Regions from separate parts of the Mus musculus genome. Here region 1 is linked to region 2. The links are chromatin contacts, called in public promoter capture Hi-C maps. All regions are on one chromosome and are shown on one strand. Each heading gives the region's core, a stretch centred on a gene start, on an enhancer-like site or on the middle of the called end of the contact. The rest is flanking DNA. Distances are from core to core; before and after follow the strand shown.

Region 1 (2,781 bases), core at 235-2,734, 2.1 Mb after region 2:
AACACTACCAATTTCTCATTTTGTCACTTTGGTGCCTCTGTGTGTGTGTGTGTGTGTGTGTGTGTGTGTGTGTGTACATATATGTGTTTGTGTAAGTGTATGCAGACATGTACATGAAGGTGCCCCGAAGGCCAGAAGAGAGCATACGATCCCTTGGAACTGAAGTTACAGATGGTTTTGAGTCACCTGATATGAGTGCTGGATTTGAACTCTGGTCCTCAGGACAGAACTTTAAACGTTCTTAAGCCATTTCTCCAGCCTGTTAGCTCTCTTAGTCAGGTTCCTCCAGCTGTCCTTACTGAGTATTGTAAACTCTGCTGGTTCTGTCAATCAACGACATGCAATTTATCCTTTTACTTTTTTTCCTTGCTATATACTCAGTAAACACATTTATTCAAAACCCCAGATCATTCCCTGGACTACAGAGAAAAGCAGGTTACGAGGACTTGATACTGCTTACAAGTCACTTGACTAACAAAAGGTGCCGAATAGACACTGATCTCCATCTCCTCTTATTAGATGTTGCTGAGCTTACAAAAATATGTATAGAGCAGTCCCTTCTACTTCCTGAGACCAGGAAAGTCATAGCTCTCAAAAGGATTTTGTAGCTGTTCTGAGTGGAGGCAAGCTAGAATCTAAATACGTTTGAAGATCTTGTCCCAATAGCACATAAAAGTCATCAAGTTTTCACTGGTCAGATTATAAAGATATTTTAGGTGCAATGGGTCATTGCAATCAACATCACGTGTATTCATTTATTTCAAGTCAGGGTTTAGATATGCGTCCCAAGGTGCCATAAAACTCATCCTGTAGCCAAGCTGAACTTGAGATTGCGATTTCCCTGACTCTGTCTTTCAAGTGCTAAGGAGTACATACAGGCACGCGCCACCAAGGTTGACTTTGCCTGCAATTTTTAATCTGAATATAAGAAAACTTTTACAAGTCTCTTTCCATTTTGAAGGCAAAGCTAATGAGAGCAGATTTCAGAAATTTTGAGATGATTTTGAAAACGGACATCTTCCCATTTGTTTATTCGACTAAACACATGTACACATACTTAACTCATAATCACATATGACTTTATGTATAGAATTAAAAGCAAATGTGAGCTGTGGTCCAGAGAGGACTTTAGCAGGCTAAAAGCAACGCGTATGGACCTGAAGGCATAAGGTTTTAACAGAGGCTGAAGTCTTTGTGCATATACGCGACAGGACTCGTGGCTACCCCATAGCTGGAGAAGACCGAGGGTCAGGCCTCCTATAGAAGTCCAAACTTGGAGACGTGACAGGAGCCAGAGTCCCCAACAGCTGCAGCTAAGAACCTGTTAACCTGAGCTCCTTCAGCTGTGAGCTGGAGCCAACTACTGTCTTTCAGAGGACAGAGAACCTGAAGCTCTGTCCAATCAGAGGCCCTAGCCTCAAGACGTGCCCAATCAGACACACAAACGGAGGGTAGGGGCGGGCTTTGGCTGTCAACCAGCCTTTGTCTGGGACCCTCCATATTGGAATCACTGTATGCTGCTAGGGAAGCTGTTGCTCAGCTTCGGTGGCGCGGTGACGCTGTAAGTGCTGGGCGATGGTGAGAAGACGCCAGCGGCTCCCAGAAGTGGACATGGTGAGTGTACGTGTGGCGCCCGGAGGTGACAGTGCGGGAAGCGCTGTGGCAGAGCAGGGTCTGCGGTGAGGCCTCCTGGGCAGCTGATCTGGATCCCCTGGGCTGCGGGGTTGCTGGAGCCTGGGCGTCCTGTCCTTCTACCTGAGGGTTCTGGCGCCTTTTCTGAGCAGCTCTGCTCTGGCTGCCTGTTTGCTCCGGATCATGCGTGGCGAGGACTTGGTGGATCATCAGGGGAGAGTCTCTGAATGTGACGGTCATTCACTAAAGGAACTATGTTTTCTAGAATCCCCAGTCCCTTCGTTCTCTCCGTGGCCCACCTAGCCCGAACTTCACAAATGAATGGGAAACAGGGTCGCAAACCCAGAACCTAAGCCAGCTCCACTGCAGTCTACTACCTGTTCTTCCACATCCTCGCCCACACTCCCAACACGAAAATTTCCCCTTTCACCCATTTTGTATGGTCCTGGGCTTACTACAGGTACTCTGCAGAGCAGCTGCACTTTTGAAAGCCTCCCATTTATTCCAAATGATATATTTTCCTTATGGTAATCTCAAACCAATATTTTTTTCAAAAAAAAAAAGTTTTGTTTTCCTCCAGGTACGAGAAAAATTGATTTTTAAGTGTGTTTGTGTGTGTCTGTGTGTGTCTGTGTGTGTCTGAGTGCACCAAATGAGGGCAGTGCCAGAAAATGGCGTGTGATTGATTCCCCTGAAGTGAAGTTACAGCAGGCTGTGAGTTTCCCCATGTGGATGCTGGGAACCAAGCCCCGGGTCCCCTGGAAGAGCAGCAATTGCTCTTAACTGCTGAGCTGTCTCTCTAGTCCTGAGGATGTTTGTGTGTGAAGAGAGTAAAGTAGAGAAGAAACCCCTGAGTCCTTGTTTTAAAAAGACTGTGTCTTCTGTCCTACCCCCCCCCCCCCACTCTAGGCTAGGACAATTTATGAGAATACCTTTGTCTACTTCCCCCATAGGAACTGTGAGATGTCCTCATCCCCACCTCCATGTCTTTTCCAGGTAGTAGGTTTCTGAAGTGCCTGAACCGAAATGCTTATAATCGTCCCGTCTCGGGTCTCTTGGAGTATTTAGCAATACTGAGTAGACCTGAAATGTGGGGTGAACTGTGGAAGAGTGTGATGGAAGTGCCAAGGCCCTATAAGGCTGCCAAGA
Region 2 (2,820 bases), core at 93-2,592:
GGGGGAGGGACCCGCCACACCGGGTAGCCGGTGCCCTGGCCGGGGCGACACCGGTTGACAATCCCTTACGGGAGTAGTGGAAAGAGGAATGGTGGCAGCTGGGCCCAAGGGGAACGATCAAGGAGCAGCCAGGAGCTCCAAGCCACCCGCCGTCTTCACGACAAGGGGCCACCCGCCAGCCTGGCCGTCGCCGCCACCGCCGCCAGCCGCCGGTGGCCGATCTGACCCTCCCCCGGAGCCGGCGGCACCACAGCGCCACCAGCTCCAGCTCCGCCGCGCCGGCGGGGCAGTGGCGGCGGCGGCGGCGGCGGTCCGCGACTCTCTCCTCCAGGAGACAGAGGAAAGAGAGAGAGAGAGAGAGACAGGCGCTTCACCCCCCACCAGCAACTCCCCACAAACTTTCCCCGGGAATACGACGGGGCTGAGCCGGGGGGAAGGAAGGACGTGACTGGCGCGAGGGGGACTAGCGTCCCGCAGCTCCCCTTCTTTGCAGCCCTGCCACCCCTCCAGAGCCACCCCGTGGCGCGTCCCCCTCTTTAGCGCGCGCGAGTTCCCACTGAGCCCCCGTGGGGGGGGGGGACCGCCGCTCCCCCCTCCTCTCCACCAGGGTCCCGCGACAACGACAGCGCGCGGGGTAGGCGGCGGCGGCGGAGAGGACGATGAGGATGATGATGGCGATGATGGTGGGGAGGAAGACACCCTCCGGGGTTGAAGGGGGCAGACACCGGGGGGCAAAGATGTTGGTGGCGGCTGGCGGCTCCGGCGCCATCTTGGGCTGATCGATGAATTGAACAAAGAGGATCAATTTCTGATCAAGCCGAGTGATCAATGAGAGCCGGGGAGCCCGAGGGACTCGCCGCCGACTCGGCCCCGCTCTTCTCCCGGCACCCCCCTCCTGCTTTCCCCCGTCGCCTCAGCACCCCCGCCAGGGCCCTGGCAGCCCGGAGTGTCACCCTCCTTCCTGAGGGAGGCCGCGACCGCCCGCAGCCCTCACCCCCCGGGCGCGAGGCCGAGCGCCGAGAAGCCTGACCTGCAGCTGCTGTAAATCAAAGCGCTTCCAATATTGAAACATCGATCCCACATTGGCCGCCATCTTGAGACATATTGAGACGGAGTGAGAGGCTGATAGAGAGGGGGCTGGAGTTCAGGAGCCGCCAGGAGGCAGCAGGCGGGCGGGCGCCAAAACCCGGCCTGGAGCCGGCCGCCGCCTCAGCCACCGCGGACGCGGACTCCTTCCTCCTCACGGCGCCGCCGCCGCTGCCGCCGCCGCCGCCGCCACCGCCTCAGCCATGGAGTCCGAAGCCTGAGGGAAACGCGGCGGCGGCGGCGGCGGCAGCCTTGACGCGCGCGCGCCGCGCTCTCTCTCCACAGCCCGAGCGCGGGCATCCGGGGCCCTCGCGACCCCTCACCCTTTTTCCCGCGCGCCCCGCCACAAGCCCCCCTCCCAGGCCGCGCTGCGACCCTACGGCGGCCCGGCCTCGAGGGGGCGCTGCGGGGTCTCCTCCGGACCCCGCAGCTCACCTAAAGGGCGCCCTCCCTCCCCAACACCCCCGCCCCCGGGAAGGTCGCGGTCGCCGGTGGCCAGCGCTTTAGGATAAGGTGCCCCTCGCTCTGCGCGCCTGAGGACAGTGGGCTGCGCTGCGGCAGCGGGGCGCGGGCGCTGCGCTCTTTCGCACGGTGCGCGCGGTGGAGCGAGCGGAGCCCACCTGCACAGCCGGCGGTCGGGACCCCACCGGCCAGCCCGCGCGCCGGGGCTGCGGGTGACCTCACTCCGCTCCCCTATGCGCTCCAGCTGGGGGACCTCCAGACCACAGCGGTCGTGAACAGTGTTTCATATTCAAGGAAGTGCAATTGTGTCGTGGTAAAGGGGGCGGAGGGGGTTGACCACCAAGCCTTGGAGCCTGCGGCTGCTGCCGCCGCGACTCCCATTCACGTCCTACACATTCCGTTGCAATCCCCAACTTGCACCGGGACACATCAGCGAGTGGCGACGGCCTCCCCACCCTTCAGAGCCGCTCCAGCGTCCGCCAGGACTGGGGCAAGTCTTGGAGCACAACTCTGTCCCAACCATGCTTCTGCGACACAACCCCAGAAACTTCCTCTGGGGTTCACACAACTCCGCGCCTCCGTCTTTGCAGGCAGAAAGTTTGAGAGCGTGCAGTGCACTTGAAACTGAGCGCTCGTTCCTAAGTTTTGAAGAAGAAAAAAAAAAAAAAACAAAAACGCTCACATTTAAACCGGGAGTGGGGGGAAGGAAGTTCTCTTTACATTTCCTTCTAGACCCAAAGCACGCGTTTCAGGATCGTCATCTTTAATGGATTTATTCACACCAGAGAGTTTGCGTTTACAGTAGGAACACAGTGTTTTCACTTTGCTGCACTTCGGTGAACGTGTAATTAGTTAAGACAAATCCCTAAATTCCTTAATCTTGAAAATTATATGTAAATAACGTCTGTATGGAACACCAAACATGACAGTAGAAAATAATTGCTCTCTGAGCCAAGTTTGAGGGCTTAGCGTTATTCGGTTGCGGTGAGATCGATATTTTTGGAGAACGAGGTTGGAAATGAAAGTCCCCCCGAGATTTAAAGAATACAAGTGTTCCCGGGTCTTGCAACTGCACCCAAAAGCCTCTGTGTCCATGCAGCGGTCGGGACCGGGCTGCACTCCCAAGTCGCAGCCTTTGAGGGGCAGAAGCCACCCGAAGCAGGTGCGTGGGAGCGCGCGGGCGTCAGGAGGCGCAGAGCCAACCTCAAGTCTGGATGCCGTGACGCGGCGCCAGGCGGGACACTGCGGACCTCGGGTGACCGCGAGCTGCAA

The links. Promoter capture Hi-C pulls out the DNA fragments that hold promoters and counts their contacts.
Region 1: a promoter capture Hi-C map of liver shows a contact between it and region 2, with 3 times the contacts expected there. The contact joins the promoter of A430033K04Rik here to the promoter of Cux1 in region 2. A contact is called at or near these places in 2 of 39 promoter capture datasets (both in liver).

What each region holds. Positions count from the first base shown.
Region 1 is chr5:138,621,375-138,624,155 of GRCm38.p6, forward strand. A430033K04Rik (RIKEN cDNA A430033K04 gene) reads left to right here and starts at 1,485. Exons shown (of 4, transcript NM_183025.2): 1 at 1,485-1,614. The coding sequence starts at 1,576.
Region 2 is chr5:136,566,148-136,568,967 of GRCm38.p6, forward strand. It overlaps Cux1 (cut-like homeobox 1), which reads right to left and starts at 1,343. Exons shown (of 23, transcript NM_001291234.1): 1 at 1,031-1,343. The coding sequence starts at 1,093.